Regions from separate parts of the Bombyx mori genome. Here region 1 is linked to region 2. Evidence: chromatin contacts called from public Hi-C data. All regions are on one chromosome and are shown on one strand. Each heading gives the region's core, a stretch centred on a gene start, on an enhancer-like site or on the middle of the called end of the contact. The rest is flanking DNA. Distances are from core to core; before and after follow the strand shown.

What was found. A called contact is a pair of places that touch in the nucleus more often than the background predicts.
Region 1: a Hi-C map of middle silk gland shows a contact between it and region 2, with 2.1 times the contacts expected there. The contact joins two enhancer-like sites. A contact is called at or near these places in 2 of 7 Hi-C or Micro-C datasets (middle silk gland and midgut).

What each region holds. Positions count from the first base shown.
Region 1 is chr4:15,692,166-15,698,106 of ASM3026992v2, forward strand. All of the region lies in intron 1 of LOC134198821, which reads right to left. Among protein-coding and RNA genes, the nearest start is that of LOC105842315, 12 kb to the left of the region's middle. Within about 2 kb of position 2,031, at least 7 of the 8 cell types and tissues checked have open chromatin away from gene starts, as enhancers often do.
Region 2 is chr4:15,620,874-15,627,073 of ASM3026992v2, forward strand. The region is part of intron 1 of LOC134198821; the gene reads right to left. The region is part of intron 2 of LOC105842315 (zinc finger protein chinmo); the gene reads right to left. Among protein-coding and RNA genes, the nearest start is that of CPR58, 17 kb to the left of the region's middle. Within about 2 kb of position 2,003, at least 5 of the 8 cell types and tissues checked have open chromatin away from gene starts, as enhancers often do.

The DNA of each region.
Region 1 (5,941 bases), core at 781-3,280, 71 kb after region 2:
AACAAAAGTAAACAGTCAGGTAATTGTAAATGTATTTTAATTTAGAACTAGATAATAGAAAGAATATTTAAAAAAAAAAAAAACAATTTCAAGCATACATCAGACCATATAATATGATGTTTCGAAAACCGGAAAGCAGTTTTACCCTATAGTAAACCGAAAATATTATTCTCTAAAAATTTTTTTTTTTTTAAATAACATAAGTCTGTTTTTATTTTTGTTGTTTTAAAGTAATTAGGGCCCAAAGGATAATGTGTTTAGTGTATTTGTAACTTTATTTTTTCTACGCACTGCCTGTAGCCTTGAGGGACTATTCTGGCTTCATTGAGTGAATAGGCGAGCTTGCCCTAATAAGAGCACTTCTAGAATCTATCCCCCGATAGATATCGTAACTCATTGCCATGATTCAGCGAGAAACTCAGGGGATTGTGGTTATGGGCTAATTCGAACATAGAATTCTTAATCGACGAGTTTGACGAGCAGAATGAGTTTAATAGGTATCCCATAGGAAGGATAGGTTATGCAAGAAGCTTAGGCGGGAATATGAAAGCTAGTCATCCGGGCTTAAAACGTGATGTACTATCAGTTAATCTCAACATACTCGAGTCGCAAGACATTCCCTAGCCCATTAAATACGTCTATTAAAGGCACTCTAAAAATGTTTATAACAAAGTAATACCTATGCCAATGGATGAAAATCATTATTCCATTACCACTAATTTCAATTAAGGTTACACAAAATTATGGATCATCTAAGAATCTTTACCGCCGACTCCAAACAGAACTACGGTTCTCAGAGGAACAGGCGAGAACAATATGAATTAGGCCAGATTCTCTCCCAAATACAATCAAAGTAGTAAAATCGTATATAAAACAAAACCTAATTTTACCACAACAATAGCGAACGTAATGTACCTGACAAGTTTGCAACGAGACCTTGAAGAGTCCATAATCAAATTAACATAAAGGCAGTTATGTTTGTTTATGTAACTGAAAACGTATAGCTTTGTATGCGCCCGCCATTAATTTGCTCGGTTTGTTTTTTGCGTGTGTATTCATAGATTTCAAGGAACCTAAACGCTTAGGTTACATGTGTACCTTTTTTATTTAATTAATTGTCAATAAATTAGACTGCCAGTTCTTAGGTTTGCGGACGAGACAACTTTTTTAATATCTACCTATTCGCTGGCGGCTATAGGTAGGTATATATATATACCTAGCTATTCCAGGTTCTCGCGGATGAGTAAGTGAGCTCACTACTAACACTAACCCTAGCAAGGGTAAATGAGCTCACTACTAACACTAACCCTAGCAAGGGTGTGTAGTGCTATGCAGAATGTACCGCCGTATCGGAATATTGTGCTACTACCATCTAATTTTCTATAAAAGTATTTATTGACATTTATGTTTTCGACTGTTGTGACTATTAATAGGACACGTATCAAAGTTGAAAAAATACACTCTTATTCACACATTACTTGGCTTACATAGTCTTAAAAAACTTTGGGTTTCACAGTTAACAGCTGGTAAGATTTTATCGCAACGTTGGCAATGATTTGTGACTACCGTACTTTCTAGTCCAATCTAGTCATTAGATCTAATACGATTTAAAATTTAATTTGATATTGCTAACATACTTTTTAATTTTGTTAATGCCTTTCCACGTTCATTAAAAAGAGCTCCAACCCCATCCACATCCAACTGCGCCTAAATAGCGTCAAGAGGTGCGTGTCCCATAAAGCATTTGTATTCTTCGATACCGCTTTATTCATAGGCAGAAAGAGGATACCAGATTTAATGTCGTAAATGTTTACCAAACTACGTAGAGGGCACAAGTATAGATTGCTGATAGCGAAAAAAGCTGATAGCTTACAGGCGTAGCTTTAAAAAAAACCGGACACATGTAAACCGAGTTCAGCGCGTTATCTATGCTCTCGCGTGCATGTGTTCAAAATAATGTTGGTAGGCACAGCGCGGGCGGTACGGGGAGGGAGGCTGCGGCGAAGAGGAAGGGAGGGCGCTTCGCAAATACTCACTGCATACAATGACTGCCTGACTGCCAAAGATCGCATCCCGGACAAACAACTCGGCACGTGTAAGACCAGCGCCGAATCGGAAAAAACGTTTTATATATGCACTTTTAATTTCAATCTAAGTTACATACGTACGATTTACTGTTTACAGTTTCATATGGTAAACAACATTGATAAGACAATTGAATATTGTTTACATTCATCTCTGTTGAAGATGATTAAGATCAGAAGGACATTTCCATTTGGTGTCAAGGAGCTAATTAATGGCTTATTTGTTGTTTGAGAGGCTACGAATGTTACCGCAACATTACAGTACGACATGAGGTCGTAATCCTAATTGAATTAAAACTACGACAACCTACTCTTTGAATCGGAATGCATAAGTGCCGTCGTTTGAAATCATCGTGGCCTAACGGATAAGACGTCCGATGCATTCGTGTTGAGCGATGCACCAGTGTTCGAATCTCAGGCGGGTACCAATATTTCTATTGAAATACGTACTCAACAAATGTTCAAGATTGATTTCCACGGTGAAGGAACAACATCGTGTAATAAAAATGAAACCCGAAAAATTATAATTTGCGTAATTACGGGTGGTAGGACCTCTTGCGAGTCCGCGCGGGTGGGTACCACCACCCTGCCTATTTCTGCCGTGAAGCAGTAATGCGCTTCGGTTTGAAGGGTGGGACAGCCGTTGTAACTATACGTGACACCTCAGAACTTATATCTCAAGGTGGGTGGTGCATTTACGTTGTGGATGTCTATGGGCTCCAGTAACCACTTAACACCAGGTGGGCTGTGAGCTCGTCCACCAATCTAAGCAATAAAAAAAAAGTGCTTTGAAGCATAAACAAGTATGACGGTAAACTATGCAATGCTTTCAAGAAGGAATTTTGATTAGCATTTGTTTTTTAAAATGATTGCATTCGAAGGACCTAAAGGATCCTCTTTAAATACCCACAGTGAAGACCGTAGACGCTATTCATAAACACGATACTAGCTATAATTTTAACTATAGCTACTGTTGCGGCTTATAATCTAACGTGTCTTGTTTTCATTTCGATATTCCTAAAATTCAATGGCCACAAACTAAGTGAAATTCAGCAGTCAAGCCGTAATCTACCGCTTTGGGTTATTTTCAAAGCGCGCTTAATCCCGTCTAGGATAACGAAATCCATCTATACTAATATATAAATCTATAGTGGTTTTTACGGATGTTCCGTTATAACTACTGAACCATGCATCCGATTGACTTGAAACTTGGTGTCCATATAGAAAATACATGTACTTAATGGATAAGTTAATATTTATATGAGTGTTGGACTCCCTAAACCAGTTGCGGGGGTGTTATGATGAGAATCTTTGTGGGGGTGAGAAATAATAATATTAAGTTTAAATGCCCAGCGAAGCGGACAGGTACAGCTAGTAACATAATAAAACTATTGGTCTCTCGGAAACGATGCTAGTGAACCTTAGATGCTCCCTGTTCAAATCACCTATTTCAAATTCAAAACACTTATAGAATCTATACAAAATCGTAAAAGAATTAAAAGAAACAACAATAGTATTATCAAGTTTAACACACATATCATGAACGACTTGCCTTTTTTATTTATGTATTGCTCAGGTGGGTGGACGAGCTCACAGCTCACCTGGTGTTAAGTGGTTACTGGAGCCCATAGACATCTACAACGTAAATGCGCCACCCACCTTGAAACATAAGTTCTAAAGTCTCAAGTATAGTTACAACGGCTACCCCGCCCTTCAAACCGAAACGCATTACTGCTTCACGGCTAAAATAGACAGGGCGGTGGTGCCTACCCGCGCGGTCCTACCTTCTTAATAAATTATCAAACAATAAATCTCATAAAGTACAAAAAAGCATTTCACGCTTTGAGAATCTACATAGGAACAATCTCTAAGGGTTTCGCATATGGCAACAATTGTACTAATAACCAAAATAAATTCGTCGCACATTGCCAAAACTCTGTGAGAGAATTCTTAACGTTCAGCTGATGTCTTCGTAGGAAATTTTATAAATAGTATACTGAACGTCCGTCGAACCGGTAACACCGCTTATTTGACTTTAAAAAACATTCAAATAAACACACCTAATATTTTCTATTTCGTCCGAGAGTTCGTCCTTTTTAAATACCTAATCTTTTTATTAATCGCCATGTCAACAAAACGTTTAAAACACACACTGTTTTTATGAATAAAATTTTAAGTTGCGTTCACAATGTAATTTTTTTTTGTTTTTTTTTTTTTGGACTGGTAATTCGAAACGAAAATAAAATTGATTGCTGTTTTCAGTGCAGTTTCTGAGAATTTTGAAAAATGATTACACACGACGTGTCTTTGGTGATGAAACGCATTTTTTTTTAATGGATTTTATGACCTGGCAACTGAGACCTTTAAGTCATTTCTTATTTTAATTTATATTTATATTTTTATGAAAAATGATATTATGGAGTGAAATGATATGAAGATGATTAATTTCAGACATTAACCAACTGGGATGAAATTAAATGAAATGAAATGGGATGAAATATAATTTCAGTAAAATGGTGGTAATTTACTAAGATTTTTTCAGTGGACTTTTTGGAGGATCCCGAGAAGTTACGTCCAGCGGCTTTGTTTCATTTTCCCACATTTGTGCACTTTCACAGATATTAAACAGTTAATAAACCACCATTATTACACATTTAAACCCGAAGAAACACTAAATAGACAAAATAAAACAAATCACACAACTTCACTTCTCGCGTTCCCGCCAAAAAGTCCTGCAACGTATATTGTTTGAATGTGTTGACAGATCTTGAAAGAGCAAACGAGTAGGTCAGATTTCGAAATGAAAATCAAACGCGTATTAACTTTCTTTTCGTACGTGAATCGTACTTACTGATTATTCACTACTCGTTTATTTGAGATTTGTCTTATACTACATAAAATTAATACATAAAATAATTCCTTACCCAATTAAGACATTGTTTTTTCACAAATGTCAAAATAAATACTTACGGGAAAAATACAAATTCTAACTTTATCGTTAAGATAAGCACACTTTATGTACTGCCCCCTTAGGAATGTTATTTGAAAATGACAACCTATAAAAAAAATATATAAGTTCATAATAAGTTATCACTGTAAGTATAAAATCGGGCATTCAATACGGCCCTGTAATCGCATTGTACAATAACGTCATTCACGCACACATAAAAACGCATAGCCAAAATTTCGTGGATGTATTTCTCTAATCGGTTTCGATGTGTGCTGCGCAGCTCTAGTGACGACGAGACGGGCTTACGCGACAACGCGTATGCGAAACAAAGACGGCGACACCTAGTTATATAACGCATTATTTTTATAATTAACAGACAAAAATGTTTTAGTGATACGGCTGCGCGACCCTGAAAGCGGCCAGTGATCCCAACCAACTAAAATTTGCACAGATCGAATGTGGGCGACCTCGGTCGCTGGTTGCACGCGCTACACTCACACATTCAAACGTTTACACACACGACAGTGGAGAAAATTCTAGCGGCTTCCGCCTAACTTTAAAATCTAAGCAACAATGTGCATGCAGCCCGTATAACATATTATGAACTACATAGTAATGGCAATCGGAAAAGCAGAAAAAACACTGTAAATAATTTGAACGACTTTAAATTAACTTATAAATTGTTACTTAAAATTTATCCTTACTTGTTTTTCATTGATCGAGTTTTTTCGCATAGGTATTATTAGTATTTTATGCGCGATTTTAGTTTATGTGATACACGACATTTATATCTAATAAGCTGTGAATGAAACGATTCTATTATTAAGGAATTAAATTGTAGTTAGTCTCTTTGAGAATATAATACCTTGGTAATAGGGTGCTCTGTACGCTGAAGGGTTGCTGCTTT
Region 2 (6,200 bases), core at 753-3,252:
TTTAAGTCATGTCTTATTTTAATTTATATTCTTATTTTTATGAAAAATGAAAATATGAAATGAAATGAAGATGATTAATTTGAGACATTAATCAACTGGGATGAAATTAATTGAAATGAAATAAGATGATATGGGATGGAATATCATCTCAGCAAAATGGTGGTTATTTACTGAAATTTTTAGTGGACTTTTTGGAGGATCCCGAGAAGTTACGTCCAGCGACTTTGTTTAATTTTCCCACATTTGTGCACTTTCACAAATATTAAGCTATTAATAAACCACCGTTATTATACATTTAAATCTGAAGAAGCACTAAATAGACAAAATAAAACAAATCAGATAACTTCACTCCTCGCGTTCCCGCCAAAAAGTCGAAATTTAGTTTTGATCCACCTACTTTTATTTTTATTTTTTTTTATTTTTTTATTGTTAAAATTAAAAGAAGGCAGGTAGGTTTGGTAGAAATTAAAAGTCATCACTTTTAAGTCGCAGTTTATTAACGGTCTAGCCTGATCATTCTTAATACATTCAAAATACGATCTATAAATTATATTGTAACATTGGAACGATTTTATTTATTATGACAATTTGTATTATGTAACCCTGTATACTACGTGTAGTATAGACGTGACAATTTAGTATGAGGAAAATATATTTGTTATTCAGTTGTAGAGTAAATTGTAAATTGAAAAAATAGTAACGATGATAAAGAAACTCGCATATTTAGCATTAGGTATAGAAAATCGTCGAAGTGATATTTTGGGGAGCCGTGGAGTGTGGTATAAACAAAATTAATTTGATTTCGTTTTTTTTTTGCTTAGATGGATTAACGAGTTTACGCCCCACCGGTTTGTTAAATGGTCACCGGAGCTCATGTACATCAACAACTTAAATGCCGCCACACACTTTGAGACATGAGTTTTAAGTGTCAGTTTGATAGTAAAACGGCTACCCGACCCCTCTAGCCTACTGAGTTTCTCGCCGGATCTTCTCAGTGGGTCGCGTTTCCGATCCGGTGGTAGATTCTGCGAAGCACTGCTCTTACTTACAGTCAGTGTCAGTGTTAGTGAAATAGCCTCTCAAGGCTATCAGCATAGGTAGGGAAAAAAACCCTTCTAACCGAAACGTAATATTGTTTCGTGGCAGAAATACCTACGCAGAGTCGTGGAACCTATCTGTATGGGCTCACAATGCGCTATCATCACTACTTACACAAATTATTTTTATTTTTGGGTTTTATTTATGTTACACGATATTATTCCTTCATCGTGGAAGTTACTGGTGATCATTTATTATGTACGTATTTCAACAGAAAATTTATTATTATTAATTAAATTTTCTAGAACGGATTGCGTTATGAACCTAAAAAAACTTGATGTATTACGTACGAATAGTATTTGACATTGTATATTTTAAAAAATCTGCGGTTTGAATAAGGAAGCGAAGAAACAATATGAAGTTTTTTGTACTTGTCCTGACTAATTTATTTTTACTATTCCACCGTACATTTACTACACATTTTACATTCCACATGAAATCCCTGATGAACATTGAAAAGAATATTCAATTCATAGGACTGATTCTACCATGGTAAGGAGCAGCATATTGCGAGCGAATACTTTTGCAAGCTCTCTTTTCTTTTTCTTTTCTAGATCTATCTAACCTTTTTTTGGACTGTATTACTTCGCAAATCCAGTCTAGAAAAGGGATAAGCATTATTTGAGTCTAATATTTCAAGGTGCGCAGTTTCATGCATGTTGAGATGCCTATTGGCCCTGGCACCCGCTTAATATCACTTCTAACATCAGCTACACACAAAGAGCGATAAAAAAGATGCGTATCTATTACGTAACTCACGAATATTCAAACATCGCGACGAATTGTCGATACTAGAGCACGCTTGTGCTGTATGTTCATCTACTATTATTACACTATAGTTATAATGGTAGGTATATCTAGTTACGTCACTACGACGAATAGAGCGGAACAAAATACTGATGGCCTTGTACTCAAGCCGTATGCGCTATTAGGCTGCGCACATGCAATGCGATTACTCATACATGTTATATCTATATATTAATACGTGAAGGAAAAACTTTGTATCCCCTTTTACGGAGGAGGAGTATGAAATTTCCCACACTTATAGAGAATATAGAGAAGGAGTGCAGAATGTTAATATTTTTTAAAATTATGCCTAAAACATACATTAAATCAATAAAAAAAAACATTACATACACTACCATGTACTTGACGCACACACGCATGCATACTATTTATTTATTGTAGAACTTTTGTTCTTGACGTCTGTGATCAAATTGAGAATCAGAATAGATTAACTATTGTTTGTCTTTATTAATATTTTTCTATAGTGAAATTTGGCGAAATTTGTGATTATAAAAGTATAATAGTGTTTGAAAATAGAATCATAATAGTTTACAAACTTACAATTTCAATTAATTATAGTCGAATTTCAAATACTGCGGGACCACTAGTATATTTTAATACTTGAATTGCATTTGAATCATCGGCGTGCGTCATACATGTTTTGTTAAAATCCAACTTTTTTTACCCTCTGTCTTTTTAGCCATGAGCCCAATGCTAAAGTGAGGTTATGTTTTAGAGGAAAAGTATTTTGAGTTTGAGCAAACAAAATATAATGCAATTTATGTTGGACTTATACTGAAAACACGAATGACAGAACATAAATAAATATTACAGTAGTGAATTTAATGGGCGCTTATATTATTACTATTATTATTGGGGCTTTTTATCTGATACCATGGTACAACAATTACAACACTTATCACTGTAAAATTTTTTTTTTTTTATTAACATTAAAATATTATTATAATATTATTATATATTGATACAATTATTCTTACGATGCAATTTATTTAAATAATTAATTCGATTCTCTCTAGAAATAGATACAAAACGTGTAAAAGTGATTTTTATCAAAATTAGCTCCTACCGTGTTTCATGTAATGAGGCAAAAACTTTATATTTGTTAAATTGACCCAATGTCACGAGTCTCTGGCATCTCAAATATCTAGCAATTTGATAAAACAATGACTCAGACATACGAAAAACGGAGGAAAATATTAATTGCATAAAATTAATGTACAAATGGGGCAAACAGCGATTATAATAATAACTTTAGCGTGTAAATGAAAAATTAAATATGTAAATAAAAAATAAAAATTAATGTAGCACGCGGTCTTTAAATTTGAATAAATTAAATTTATTTGCGTTGAAATATTCAATTTAGTGAGATCACTCATTAAGTTCAGTACTTGCATCTACGACTTTAACTAGTATTTGGGATGGCTATTGGTATTTATTCTGTTATCGGTATAGGAAGCAATCCCGCTAGCAAAAGCCTTTTTTTAAAAACTAAACTGACTTCAGTCGTAGTCGAAAATAAGTTGAACCCACATTACGTGGTTGAAGTTACCAACAACAAGACTAATGAAAGACGATGGATCCAATTTGGAAGATTAAAATTTCTTTTTTGAAAATACACTCATTAATAAAATTATTCGACGACAGACTTCTAGACTATATTTACATAAGATGCATTATATTGATTGAATTTAGCATTACCCTTACATATACCCTTGGCTTAGCGTAAGTTGGCTGCCTACTAGCAATGAATAACAGTGTCTTAAGAGTTAGTTAATATTATCTTCTTTTTTTTATCTGCATGGGTGGCCGAACTCACAACCCACCCTGGATAGTAATTACCGGTAATTACCCATAGACATCTACAACGTAAATTCCACCACCTACCTTGAGATATGAGTTCGAAGCTCTCAGTATAGTTACAACGGCTGCCTCACCTTTCAAACCGAAACGCATTACTGCCTCACGGCAGAAATAGGCATGGTGGTGGTACCTACTTGTGCGGACTCACAAGAGGTCCTACCATAGTATCATAATAGTAGGTAGCGGCTATGTTTTGCCTCTAATTTTGCTGATATCCATGAACGATGGCGATTACTTATAATCCTGCCGTAAACTAATCTACCTTAATAGCAAAGAAAAAAATAATGAAACAAACTTTTGTTATTATAAATATTAATAAAAAATATATTACACAATTTCTTGTGTGAAAAAAAAAACAATTTAAGAATGAATAATCAACTGCTTTATAATAAATTATAACAAGCTTTCGTCACTGGAGTTTGTAGATCAAAGCTTTTGATAAAATATTATATTATAGAGGTTAGACGACATACCTGAATCACCAATTATTATTTGTTTGTTTTCTGCTTTAAATATAACTACAGACTACTCATGTGATTTATCTAAGCCTTTCTTTCTTACAAGATAAACATTTATCCCATTACAAAACCAGTTTGCAGTTTATCTCATGACGATGCCGGATATGAAACAATAATAAAAATAATAAAACAACATTTTTGCATAACCGATGTCATTATTTGCGAGGTGAAATCTGATTTCGTTTTGTTTCAATTTAACACGGATCAAACTAAGCAGTGAAACCTTATAGCACTCAAGGAAATATATTATGATGAAAAGGAATTTATTTGCGAGTTTGATTGTGCATAGTAAAAATTATCTTTGAACAAAAATTCTTATAGGAAGTGTAAAAAAAAATACGGAATCATCTCGAACAACTTCTCACAACATTCTCCTTGGATACTACCGTCTTGAAGATAGACAGCAAAGTCTCTCGGTACCAAGAGATCGCATGTACAATTTTGATGCGACTATAAAAAGATGTACTCAACAAATGTTCACGATTGACTTCCACGGCGAAGGAATAACATCGTGTAATAAAAATTAAACCCGCAAAATTATAATTTGCGTAATTACTGGTGGTAGGACTGCTTGTGAGTTCGCGCGGGTAGGTACCATCACCCTGTCTATTTCTGCCGTGAAGCAGTAATGCGTTTCGGTTTGAAGGGTGGGGCAGCCGTTGTAGCTATACTTGAGACCTTAGAACTTATGTCTCAAGATGGGTGGCATATTTACGTTGTAGATGTCTATGGGCTCCAGTAACCACTTAACACCAGGTGGGCATTCCGATAGAGGCACCCGTCACGTGCGGACGTGCTCATCGTCCACTCGATCGCCCGGTCTTTGTTCGCCCGGCTTTTGTTAGCCCGGCCATTGTTCGCGCGGCCTGTGTTCGTGGTACATCTGCCGACTAAGTGCTCTTTCTGGAAGTTTTTATTTGTTTTGTTTCCTTTTGTTGTTTCTGTGTTCGTGGTACATCTGCCGACAAAGTGGTTTCCTGCAAGTATTTATTTGTTTTGTTTCTTTTCGTAATTTCTGTTTTGTTGTGCTTTTTCTTTGTCCTGTAGTAATCGCGCCGCATTGCCACCTGTGTTCAATAGAACCGCTCAGGTCCGAGAAGTTGGGGCCTCGCCGCAAGGCGAGTGTTTTCAAGACCCGGGGCCGCCCCACCTGGGTACTCAGCGATCATGGACGCTGTATTCGCGGAATTCCTCCGACTTCGCCACCCACAGCTCGCCTCGGAGTTTTTGGCCTTCAAGGCCAATCACACTGCGAGCCCTCTCGAGGACTCCGCCGCGCTCGCTGCTCCTGCGTCGCCTGTACCTGCGTGCAGAGCTTCTGCATTGAGCACCGCAGCCTCTGTCGTGCCTGCCGCTCCCGTGTCGCCTATACTGGCGAGAAAAGCTGCTGCGTCGTCCGCCGTGACCATCGTTTCAGCTGAGCGATCATCCGCGGCCTCCGTCGCGCCCTCTAAAACACCTACACTTGCTCGTAGGTCGCCTGCACCCGCCTCCTCGTGCTCCGACTCTGACTCGGACATGGAGGTCGACCTCGCCCCCGCCTCATCGACGGATGGATTCACCCTGGTACAGAAGGGTAAGAAGCGTGCCGCGGAGTCTCGAGCTCCCGCGGCCGCTAAAATTAGCAAAGCCGTGAACGCGTCGCGCCCCCGCCCTCAGACTCCCGTTGCGCCCCCAGCCCGTGCCACTCCGTCGCCGCGTCCGGTGGCACAAAATAAAACCCAGACCCCTCCCCCGGTTATCCTTCAGGAGAAGGCAGCTTGGGATCGAGTTTGCCTGGCCCTTAAGGCCAAAAATATAAATTTCACGAATGCCCGTAACCTCGCGAACGGCATTCAAATTAAGGTTCAAACACCCGACGACCATAGGGCCCTCTCTTCTTACCTCCGTAAGGAGCGTATAAGTTTCCATACGTAT